2 separate regions of the Sus scrofa genome follow, and region 1 is linked to region 2. Evidence: chromatin contacts called from public promoter capture Hi-C data. All regions are on one chromosome and are shown on one strand. Each heading gives the region's core, a stretch centred on a gene start, on an enhancer-like site or on the middle of the called end of the contact. The rest is flanking DNA. Distances are from core to core; before and after follow the strand shown.

What was found. Promoter capture Hi-C pulls out the DNA fragments that hold promoters and counts their contacts.
Region 1: a promoter capture Hi-C map of liver shows a contact between it and region 2, with 3 times the contacts expected there. The contact joins the promoter of FLOT1 here to the promoter of PPP1R18 in region 2. A contact is called at or near these places in 2 of 5 promoter capture datasets (fetal liver and liver), 26 of 47 Hi-C or Micro-C datasets (adipose tissue, blood, brain and 15 more) and 2 of 2 datasets of contacts at active chromatin or transcription factors (alveolar macrophages and skeletal muscle).

The regions. Positions count from the first base shown.
Region 1 is chr7:23,260,708-23,266,533 of Sscrofa11.1, reverse strand. It overlaps FLOT1 (flotillin 1), which reads left to right and starts at 1,936. Exons shown (of 12, transcript NM_001128483.1): 1 at 1,936-1,978; 2 at 2,265-2,340; 3 at 2,427-2,517; 4 at 2,742-2,885; 5 at 3,239-3,358; 6 at 3,447-3,542; 7 at 3,752-3,904. The coding sequence starts at 1,936. IER3 (radiation-inducible immediate-early gene IEX-1) reads left to right here. Exons shown (of 2, transcript XM_001927551.4): 2 at 41-974. The coding sequence ends at 232.
Region 2 is chr7:23,216,536-23,222,717 of Sscrofa11.1, reverse strand. It overlaps PPP1R18 (protein phosphatase 1 regulatory subunit 18), which reads left to right and starts at 2,403. Exons shown (of 3, transcript NM_001128480.1): 1 at 2,403-4,004. The coding sequence starts at 2,403. It also overlaps a transcript of NRM not described here.

The DNA of each region.
Region 1 (5,826 bases), core at 687-3,186, 44 kb before region 2:
CGGGGCCCTGACCTAACCCCCTTTTGTCATCTCCCCTCAGGTCCGGCGCCAGCTGCCAGTCGAGGATCCGAACCCTGCCAAAAAGCTACTCTTTCTCCTGCTTACCATCGTCTTCTGTCAGATCCTGATGGCTGAAGAGGGTGTGTCGGCACCCCTGGCCCCTGAAGACACCCCCAGCGCCCCATCCCCCGCGCCCACCGCTGCGCCCCCAGTTCTTGAGCCCTTAATCTGACCTCGGAGCCCTCGGACTACGCTTTGGACCTCAGCACTTTTCTCCAGCAACACCCAGCCGCTTTCTAACCCTGACTGCCCACACCCCCAAAAGAATCTGAAAACACAAGGAAACACCGGGTGTACCTGGTGCGCAAGAGCGTATCCCAAACTGGGACTCCTGAGGCAACTCACACTCAGAACACTACAGCGGAGACGCCCGCCCTGGGAGCCTGGGAGAGACAGGCACCGACACGCTGGGGCTGGGCCGGATGGGGAGGAAGACTGTTGTTAATTTATTTCTCATTGCTCCTAATAATATTTATATGTATTTATGTATGTCCCCCTAGGTGATGGAGGGGGGCACCTAATATTTATTTTAACTTATGCTGCGGAGCGAGATGTGCTCCCTGCTGCAAGTGCAGATCTCTGGGTATTTATTGAGTTCTGTGGGATTGGTGGAGGCAAGCACCAGAACTGAGGGAGGGTGGGAGAGGGATGGAGAAAACTCGGGTCCGGGCTGGGAATCGAAGACGGTGGTGGGTCCTAGGTTTAGCGGGTGACACTTTAGGTCCTCCAGCATCTGAACTCTCGGCTCTACTATGTGAGGCTTCGGGGGACCGTGGAAATATTGTCCTTGGCCTTCGATCTCCTTGAAGTTGCCCCCAAGGGGTGGCTGCGGGGGTGAGTGGGCTGTCAGAGGGCGGCTGTGGGGTCGCCCAGTATGTTCTGTGAACACAAATAAACTTGATTTACTGTCAACAGTCATGTGAGTGTCTCTGCAAGCGGTGATGCCCACTCCTCATAGACTTCAGGCTCCAGGGCCGGGCGGGAGGAGCCACGACCACATCCCCAGAGGGCTCTCCTCCCGGGGGCCCTGGGCTCCCGCCCCGAGACTCGAGGCTCGGAACCCAGCATCCGGTGACCGGATGCTGTCGTTCGTTGCCCAGTCTGCGGTATTCCCAGTTAGTTTCTGCGGGGCAAATCCGAGATGAGTCAATCTCTCACCCCGGGGTGCGGGACACACGAAGGTCACGTCCCGCGCGCTGGGGCGGAGCGTGGGGAGGGGCGTGAGGCGGGGCTCCCAGTCCCACTCGTGGCTCGCTCGGCCGCAGGGGTGGGCGGGGAACTTGCGAGCTGCGGGCCGGAGCAGGGCCTGCCGGGAAAGGGGCGGGCCGAGCGCCGGGGGCGGGTGGGGTGCTGCGGGGGGCGGGGTCGTGTCTGCCGCAGCAACAGGGTGTGGCCGGGTAGGGGGCGCGGGCGCCAAGCCAGATCCCGCTTCTTGAAAGGCCTTGCGCGAGCTTCCCCTGCTTCGCGCACGGGTCCCTTGCGCGCCCCCGCCCTGCCAGGGACCCCTGCCCGGCCGCCGCCTGCGTCCAGGAAGGTAGTTGGGGGAGGGGAGATGGAGTCGGGCTGCGGAGGAGCGGGGAGGGTGGTGCAAGGGTCTGGGGGCCTTTAGGGGCTGGGAGAAGGGAGAAACAGTCATTTCTGAAGGTGGGGCAGGGACAGCAAGGGGCAGGGAGCAGGCAGTCGCTGGGGATCTGCGAAATTGCACAGGGAAAAAGCCTTAGCGGATCCATGGGTGAGGAAGCGACTGGGCCGCTGCGGCCACAGACTGGGCGGGACTGCCAGGGAAAAGGAAGAGGTTTACTCCTGTGTACTCCACGGCGCCCCTTCCGATCTGCAAAGGCTTTCTATCCCCCTCCTCCAGCTCCACCTTGAGCCATGTTTTTCACCTGTGGCCCAAACGAGGCCATGGTGGTCTCTGGTAAGTATTGTTCTCATCTCATCTAGTGACCCGCACCCCCCTCCGTCCCTGCAGAGGCCCCTTCCTCCTCTCCCTACCAGCTCCCCAGCGCCAAGCCTTCCGCCCACACCACCCCTCACGGCTGCAAGCGATACCCTTCCAAGGCCCAGGCTCCCCGCCCCCTGCCCCGCCCGCTCCCGGATTTCCTCGTGGGGATGCCCCCCCGCCCTTGCCCAGTTCTCTCTTCCACGTTCCAGCTCTACTTTGGCCACCAGCCACCACAGCCCACTGCCTCTCGACCTTCCAGGTTTCTGCCGGAGCCCCCCAGTCATGGTGGCTGGAGGTCGTGTCTTTGTCCTGCCCTGCATCCAGCAAATCCAGAGGTAGGTGAGAGGAGAACTAAGGAAAGGGAACCCTTGTCTTCTCTCTTTCCTCCTTTTCACACTGTTCACTCCTTCTTTTTCCCTAGGATCTCTCTCAACACATTGACTCTCAATGTCAAGAGTGAAAAGGTTTACACTCGCCATGGGGTCCCCATCTCAGTCACTGGCATTGCCCAGGTGAGGCTTTCAGAGCCTTTCCCTCAAAGCCTACTCCCCTGTCACTTTCTCTATCCCCAGACGTTAAGATTCTTCTGACCGTGGCTTTCCCAACCTCTGCAGATGAGAAATGTCTCCACTTCTCCAGTGACTCCCAAGGCACCTGACTTCTCCCCACTTTTCTCCCAGCTTCCCCCTGGCTTCATGAGACCTTTAGGTTATCCCTAACCGTATTTTGGCTACAGGTGAAAATCCAGGGCCAGAACAAGGAGATGTTGGCGGCTGCCTGCCAGATGTTCCTGGGGAAGACGGAGGCTGAGATTGCCCACATCGCACTGGAGACGCTGGAGGGCCACCAGAGGGCTATCATGGCCCACATGACTGTGGAGGTGGGCCTGAGGGCCCGGAAAGATCTGTAAAGGATGCTGGGGTGGGAGTGGGGGGTTAAGGACTGAGCTAACCTGTAGGAGACAGTGGCCAGGGGATCCGAGCACTTACGTTCCTCCTTCCCTCTCTCGTGTCTTTTTTGTTTGTTTTTGCTTTTTAGGGCTTCGTAAGGAAGTTCCCGGGCTAGGGGTGGAATCAGAGCTACCACTGCCGGCCTACACCACAGCCACAGCAATGCTGGGTGCTTAACCCACTGAGTGAGGCCAGGGATCAAGGCCTAATTTTCATGGATACTAGTCGGTCTCATTACCCCTGAGCCACAACAGAACATCCACCTCTCTTCCTGTTATCCTAGGAAATCTATAAGGACAGGCAGAAATTCTCTGAGCAAGTTTTCAAAGTGGCCTCCTCAGACCTGGTCAACATGGGCATCAGCGTGGTCAGCTACACCCTGAAGGACATTCACGATGATCAGGTAAACCCAGGCAGTGGCTCCTCTCCACAGCCCTGCCCCCATCTCCTAAACCCTCCCAAGGACTCTGATTTCTCCATTGCTCCCACAGGACTATTTGCACTCCTTGGGGAAGGCCCGAACAGCTCAAGTCCAAAAAGATGCTCGGATTGGGGAAGCAGAGGCCAAGAGAGATGCTGGGATCCGGGTGAGAGAGACGGGGTCACTTGGTCACTACGGGCTTATTGAGTATCTGGTGGGAGAGGGGGCAGCATGGAGGCTAGAAGAGTGGGGGCAGCGAGGATATAGATGAGGCCAGGTGTGGGGCAAAGATGGGGAGCTTGTTGGAGAGCAGACTCTCTCCCCGGGGCCTTCCTCTTCCTACTCTGACTCCCTTCCTGATCTCTGCATGGACAGGAGGCCAAAGCCAAGCAGGAAAAGGTGTCTGCTCAATACCTGAGTGAGATCGAGATGGCCAAGGCGCAGAGGGACTACGAGCTGAAGAAGGCTGCCTATGACATCGAGGTCAACACCCGGCGAGCGCAGGCTGACCTGGCCTATCAGCTTCAGGTCAGAGCCACCATGCTGGCCCAATGGCCGGCTGGACTTCACCCCCAACCCGTTCTTCTCAGGCCGCCACTCTTTCTCATATTCTAACTCCAGTTCCCTTATTCTGGCCCTCCACTTCTGACCCAGCTCCTCCATATGAGGAAGATTTAAAAGACCTAAACATTTCAACTGAAAAGCAGTGAAAAAGCCTAGAAAGAGTATCATTGGTAGGGCTGATGACAGGCTTGGGGCTGGTTGTGCCCTGTGCACAGGCACCTGGATGAGGGCATGAACCAGAGCTAAGATCCAGCCCATGCTCCACGCACCAAGCTGTGCTTCGGGCCTGGGTCAGTGGGCCTGCATCCAGTTAGAGGAAAGGGGTGCCTTTTTCTAACTTGCTCAGGGTACTCCAGGGGCTCACAGCAGCCCTGGTGACCACGGAAGGGTGTGAGGAAGAAAAACATGGACTTGGGCTTTGAATCCACCAAGTGAGACTCGGGGCCCTTGATGATGCAGGGAGGTGTAGTCAGTCCTCATCACTTTCCGATCCTGTGCTGGAGAGTTTGCTCATGGCTAACATTTATTGGTTACTCCCAGAATCAGTACTCTTTGTACTCATGGCCATTTGCAGACAGGCAGAGTGGAGAAAAATTGGAGTTGCCTCATGTGTGCTTCCTAGTTGAGGTTGAACAAAAAGATGGTCTGCCCTCTTGTTTCAGCTCATGCTGTAAACAGTGTCATTGTCACAGTATATTCATTGCCACATTTTCTGCCCTTCTGTGGTCTTTGTTGGTGATCTCACAGTTTAAAATACCCCACGCCTAGTGCTGAAGTGCCGCTGTTCTAAATGAAAGAAGGCTGTGATGTGCCTGATGGAGAAAACGTGTGTGTTAGATAAGCTGCTTTCAGGCCCGAGTTATAGTGGTATTGGCTGTGAGTTCATTGTTAATCAACAATGTAAGCATGTGGTGTCTCTAAGCAGAAATATACAAAAAATAAGGGTATGTTTTGCTCTGTTGATGAAAATGTTATGACCAGAGGCCCATAGGAACCTAACTTTGTATTTTCCATTGGAACAAAATAAGCATTATTGATTCAGTATAATTAATTCATGGCTACTTTATAAAACAAATACCATGAATAACAAACATCAGCTGTATTTTGGGAGTTCCCTTAGTAGCTCAGCGGTAACAAACCCAACTGGTATCCATGAGGACGTAGGTTCAATCCCTGGCCTCACTCAGTGGGTTAAGGATCCAGCGTTGCCGTGAGCTATGGCATAGGTTGACTGGGAACCTCCATATGCCACAGATCTGGTTCTAAAAAGACAAAAAAAAAAAAAAAAAATTAACTTTAAGGCCTTTACCCAAAGGATCGCAATATTCTGAAATTCATTTTTGGCAGCAGTTGGTACAGGCTGAAAGCATAAAGTGCAACACACCTTTAGTTATAATGTTAAATCTCAGATGGCTTGACAGGTACCTGAGTGTGGCTGTGGCCTAGTGCTTTGCAACTCGAAGGATGCTCTGGTCCGCTTCTGGGCAGCATCAGCATCACTGGGGAGCTTGTTAGAAACACAAAATCTGAGGCTCCAGCCCAACTGATCAAGTCAGAATCTGCATTGTAACAAAATTCCTAGATGATTCATGTACACATTGGAGTTTGAGAAGCATTAACAGAGGAAACTACTAGTCTGGGTGGATAAGGCCCTAAACCTTCTCAACATGGCTTCCCTTGATTGCAAATCAAAGAGTTGGGGTGGCTTGGGTTCTGTCAGCTTTTATCAGCCTCTCATTTTGTGCCAGGCTTTGTGCTAGGAACTGGGGAAATAAGGATTTATTCAACAGATATCTATTAAGTGCCTACTGTGTGCCAGGTATTGTTTTGGGGGTAAGGGTATAAGTGTGAATGAGACAATAAGATGCCTGACTTCATCGAGCTTT
Region 2 (6,182 bases), core at 1,154-3,653:
AGTGGGAAACTTTATCTTTCTCCTCATAGTTTAGGGCTTGACCCTCCGTTTACAACCTCCTTACAAGGAGAAGGGCCTGGCCTGACCAATCCCCTGGCCCTGTTACTCGCCTCTGCGCCTCAGGGATTCTCTTCCCACATCTTGCTCCACCTCCTAGAAGCTGGACCAAGGTCTGCAAGTTTGACAATAGAGGCTGCCCCCCACCCCCCCACCCCAGGCTCCAGGCCTTGCAGCTGCAGGCCAGCCCCACCGCCTGGCCTCTCCAGCTCCATAGGCCCTTGCCCTTGGGCTCTATCCTCGAACTTAGTTGGGCAGATTCTCCCGCTCTTAATTCAGGTGACTAAGTGCTCCCTGCTCTCCCGAGGAACTCGCGCTACAAGAAAATAAAATCCAGCCTGGTTTTTCTACATGTAGCATGCAGTCTGTCCAGTGCCTCTCAAGCTGCAGGGCTGATTCTGGGAAGGACAGGCGAGCCAAGCCCGAGTCAAGGCATCCGCCGCGCCCTCTGGCGACCGCTGGGCGGCGGCCACTCCCAAAGGACCCACCCCTCCTTCAAATCCCCCAATTTCCTCGCTGCAGATTTGGGGGCCCCGGCAGGAGACAGGTTGAAGCTGAAGAGTGGGGACAGCGGCTCGGGTAAGAAAGCGAGCTTCCGAAACCTTTGGCTTCCGAGCACAGCTCCTGCCGATGCCCCACCACCGCCACCACCACGGGCCCCCCGTAGCCCTGCGGCCGCCCCGGCCCCCACACTAACAAAGGCTGGCCGGGGAAAGCAAAAGCGTGGGGAGGAGCGGCAGGAGATGGGAAGGGCGGGCCCCGCTCAGAGCAGCTGCTGCTTCCTCCCCAAGTCCCTCGAGGGGCCTGAGTCACGGGCCGCCGCCCTGGGTCGGCGAGCTGGGGGCGGGGGGTCTGGACACCTGGGTTATCCCGGGTTACCGGGCGGGAGCCGGGTGAGAGGCCCTGGGGACAGACAGCGTAAAGGCCAGGGCTTGCGGCGGGAAAAGAGGTGTCCGGGAGCCCAATCCCACGCGGGGTCGAAGAGGGCGAGGCTCCGCCCCCTAGTCCGGCTCCGCCCCGCGCCCCCTTCGCTCTTCCCCATTGTCCTCAGACAAAGCGGTCGCCGCCCCCCGCCCGGCCCCCAGGTCTCTGTCTCCGTTCCTCCTCCTCCGCTCCCTCTTTCCCTCCTCCTCCCCCTCCCTCCTCCCCTCCCGCCTGTCTCCGGATCTCCCTCGATCCCTCTCTCCTCCTCTTCCTCTCTCCTCCTCTCTCCGGACACCAGGCTCCTCCGCACCCCCGCCCCCGGGAGCCCCGCGGCGAGTGAGTTGACGGAGGGGCTTCAGACTTGGGGAGGGTGTCTCCTCTCTCCCGTCCCTTCTCCCGTCCCCGGCCCGGACCTTGGGCTGTCTCCTCTTTGTGCCGAGATTGCCTGTCTGTGCGGCCAGAGCCGGCTGGGGATGGCCGGCTATGTCGGGGTTCCGTGAGAGCCGATACCGGGCACGGGACTGGCAGGCTCCGGAGGCGTGGAGCTGGTCCTTCGCATGCCTGGGTCCCGGGGCACCGCCGGTGCAGGAGGCAGGCGGTGGTACGGGGACCGGGTGGGGGTGGACGCCAGGGTTCTGGGAATGTGCTGGCAGGTCTGACGCCCGGGTTCCGAAAGTCCCCGGGGGAGGGTATTTCCCCTGACCCGCCTCGGGGCGGAGTGCGGGGCGGGGGGTGGGGGCTGGGGGGCCGGAGAGGCGTGGCCCGAGCGGAGCTGGAAGGGGAGCCCGGACCTCCGGGGCCCGTGCTGAGACTCGCCGGGCTGCAGCCGCGGAGCTCCCTCACCCCTCTGCCCCGATTTCCCCTTCTCCCCAGGACTCGTCCACTCTCCGCCCTCCCACCTTCCCGACACCCGTGCAGATCCCACTGCCCCCTCTCCGGCGGGATTCCCTGACCTCTCCTCCAGCTCTCAGCGCTCCTGGGTAGCGGTGAGGCAACCTTGCCTGGATCCTGTTCCCGTCACCCCCAGCCTCTCTTTTCTCTTCCTCCCTCGCGCCAACTTCTTTCGTTTTTCAGTCTTCTCACATCCTCGGGACTGTCTGATGCCCATTAACCTGTGCTGACAAATCTGACTCCTACCTCTGCCCTGAATCTCCACTCTTCCTCTCAACTCCCTCCCCCCACCCCCTCTACCTGGCTCTTAGTTCCTTCTTCGCGTTCTCAGTGTTCCCCCTTTTCTGCCCTCCCTCTTCTCCCTCTTTCCCTCTGTCCTTCCTCACTCTCAGCTCCTCTGTCCTCTTCCGAGTCCCACCTCTCCCCCCACTTCCTCTCCGCCCACCCCTATTCTCACCCCCTGGGCCTTTCTGGAGCCTCTCCTTCCTGTTCTCTGCCCCCAGCGCTCCCCCACCCTCCCCAAGTCGACCATGGCCACCATCCCGGACTGGAAGCTACAGCTGCTAGCCCGGCGCCGGCAGGAGGAGGCAGCCGTTCGTGGCCGGGAGAAGGCAGAACGGGAACGGCTGTCCCAGATGCCAGCCTGGAAGCGGGGGCTTCTGGAGCGCCGCCGAGCCAAGCTTGGTCTGTCTCCTGGGGAGCCTAGCCCTGCGCCTGGGACTACGGAGGCTGGACCTCCAGACCCAGACAAGTCTGCCGTCCTCCTGGAGGCCATTGGGCCAGTGCACCAGAACCGCTTTATTCGGCAAGAGCGCCAGCAGCAGCAGCAGCAGCGGAGTGAGGAGCTACTTGCGGAAAGACGGCCTGGGCTCTTGGAGGCCCGGGAGTGGAGATCCAGCCCTGGGGAGATGAGGGATCAGAGCCCCAAGGAAAGAGAGTCTAGAGAAGAGCGGCTCAGTCCCAGGGAGGCCAGAGAGAGGAGGCTGGGGATAGGGGGAGCTCGAGAGTCAAGCCCCAGGCCTTTGGAGTCTAGGGACTGGAGGCAGAGCCCAGGAGAGGCTGGAGACCGGAGCTCCAGGCTGTCAGAGGTGCGGAAATGGAGGCTGAGCCCTGGAGAAACTCCGGAGAGGAGTCTAAGACCTGCAGAGCCTCAAGAACAAAGCCCCAGGAGAAAAGAGGTGGTGGAAAGTAGACTGAGCCCGGCGGTCTCTGACCACGAGAAGCTGGGCCTGACAGACGCCCATAAACGGAGGCCTGACTCCGGAGAGTCTCAGGAACAGAGTCTGGTGCTGGAGGCATCAGAGTGGAGGCTGAGCTCAGGAGAAGAAAGAAAAGACTGCTTGGAGGAATGTGGGAGGAAAGAAGAGAGGACACTTCCAGGGATGGTCCCAGAAGACATTACAGGGTCGCCAGAGACCCTGACAATGGAGGCTGCAGGCAGCAGCTCTGGAGGAGTGGAGGCAGCAGACCAGAGGCCCATCCCTGTGGAGGATGGCGAGAGGGACTTGCGGCTGTCAGAAGGGTGGAAATGGACCCTGAACTCTGGGAAGGTTCGAGATCGGACACCTAGGGACACAGAGACTCAGAGTCAGAAACCGGAGTCTGCAGAGAAGCACTTGGGGCCTCTTGGTGCGGAAGCTGGAGAAGGGGAGGCGGAGAAGGAGGAGGCAGGGGCTCAGGGCAGGCCTCTGAGCGCCCTGCAGAACCGCTGCTCAGTGCCCTCCCCCCTCCCACCAGAGGACGCTGGGACTGGAGGCTCTAGACAGCAGGAAGAGGAAGCAGGGGAACTTCGGCCCCCACCAGCAGCCCCTCTGTCTCCCCCACCCCCAGCCCCACCTGCCCCCCAGCCCCCTGGGGATCCCCTCATGAGCCGGCTGTTCTATGGGGTGAAGGCGGGGCCAGGGGTGGGGGCCCCCCGCCGCAGCGGACACACCTTCACAGTCAACCCCCGACGGTCCGCGCCCCCTGCAGCTGCTGCCACTCCAGCCACCCCAGCCACAGCTGACGCTGCAGTCCCCGGAGCTGGAAAGAAGCGGTACCCGACTGCCGAGGAGATCTTGGTTCTGGGGGGCTACCTCCGCCTCAGCCGCAGCTGCCTTGCCAAGGGGTCCCCTGAAAGGCACCACAAACAGGTAGGGAGCAGCCGAGCCAGACTTCTAGAAGCCCACTGGTCCGTTCTCTGTGGACTCCTGTCTTTCTGTCTTTTTTTTATACCCCGGTCTTCTGTCTGTTCTTTCTTAATTCGTGCCACCACCCTTCCTCTCTGTACACACACCCTTCCGTCTTGTAGTCCTTCTTTTCCATTCATTTCCCAGCCCCAGGATCCAGCCTGTGTCCTGGGTGTGTCTCTCTCAGGGTGTGCTCCAGCTGCTCGCTCTCCCTTCCCTCGGGCTCTGAGCACCCCCCACCCCCCATTCTTTCCATTCCTGAGTCTCTGACCCAATCCAGCCCATCTGGTGGGAGACTTGAACCGAGACCACAGCCCGGCACCTGTGAGGGCAGGCTCCACAGGGCAAAAGCACTGCCAGCCTCCCAGGGGAGAGAGTGTTGGGGTAGGAAGCCTGGGGAGGCCGAGGGGGTGGCTTTGGGGTTCTAGGGAGAAATGGCAGTGGGGAGTAAGTGGAAAAAGGTCTCACGATGCAAGGCAGAGGGATGCAAGGCAGAGTGGAGGGGAGATGTCCTTCGGGGGGAGGGGAGGGGAACAGCACTGGCCAAAGAGCAGAGAGAAGGCTTTTGAACCCCACGTCTGCCCCATGGGAGAGACACACACAGAGGCCATTTGAAGTGGGTGACCTCGAGGTTGCACACCCCCAGCTGGGCCACAGCTTCAGACAGTGCTCCCTTCTCTCTTGGGACAAGAAAAGCCTTCTCCTCTTCCAAAATCCCCCCCCACCCCTCCCTGGCTGTCCTTCCTCCCCGGGCTTCCCCTCCCTCCCCAGAACGGGCTCAGTGCTTGGTTTTCCCCTTTATTCTTCCTTCCTGGCCTCTCCCTTCTCTTGGGATCGGAAGAAAGAAGTGAGTTTGGAGCCACTGTGCAGGGAGTACAATGGGAGTTGGGGATGGGGGTGAGGGCTGAGGACGGCAGAAAAGGTCAGAGGTTAAACTGGAAGAAAGGCCCTGCAGGGAAGCTGGGAACAGCCAGACTGACTTCTTCTTCCCCAACTCCTTCCCCATCTACCCGTTTCCGGCTTGAAAATCTCCAAGGAAAGAGATTTGCTGCATCTAACACATCTCCCCAGAGACTGGGGAGCCCTTCCTGGTCCTGATCCCATGTGTGACATCCTCAGACTTGTTTTTCGTGTCCTCAGTATCAGTGGGAAAGCACAGGGACCAATGCTTGGGGGACACGTGAGACCTCGATTCATCTTCACACAATGCTTAGGGTCCCAGCCCCGAGCTGAGCCATGGTCCCTGAGTCTGTCCTGAGCTCTCTGACTTGCAGATGCCAGGAAGTGGGTCAGGAACAGCTGGGCTGACTTGTTCCAAGAAGTCCCTTTCTACTGTAGGGGTTGGCTTGTGCCCCCTGGGGAGGAACGAAGACACGAAGGCATGAAATTTGGGGCCCAAAGCCCAGGGAATGCTCGAGTGCCTGGCAGGACCCGCGAGGGTGACCGTACCTAGGTCAGGGAGCAGGGGAGACGGAAGCAGGTCGCCCAAACAGGAAGCCTGGGTGGGGGCCGGAAGGCTGGTGGGGCTGAATGGTGAACGCAGGGCCATGGGCCTGCCAGAGCTGTGCTCAGGATGTGGTGAGAGAAGAAGGAAGCGGCCACTCAGGGGGTGGGGGTGGGGAAGAAGCAGTGCAGAGTTCTCTGGGCCCAGATACCTTCCCCTCAACCCTCCCTCAGGCCTTCACCACGCTGCCAGCACCCTGTTCATCAGGGATGGGCATGCCCTGTCCCCACCCAAGGGATCAGGGCCACAGCATCCCCCCCACTTCCCTAAATAACTCCCATTTGCAGGCTAATTCCATCAGATGTATCCCTGCCACTGGGAGAGAAATCCCTGCCCTGCCACTGGAGCCCAGGGGTTGGGCTGTAGCTGGTGCCCTTCCTTCCCCAGAGGCCCCTCTGGCGGGGAGACCAGCCCCTCCCCTCTCCAGCCCCCTTGTGACCTTATATAGCTGATGAGAGAGGAGTGAGTGAGTCACCCCCTCCGTGCCCCCCCCACACCCATGCAGGCTGTGCATTCCTGAGAAGCCCAGTCAGTAGTTGGGGTGGGGGGAGAGAAGCAGGGTGAGGGGAGAGAGAGACACAGGGACAGAGAGCAAAAAAAAAAAAAAAAAAAAAAAGGACTTTTCCAGAATGGACAAT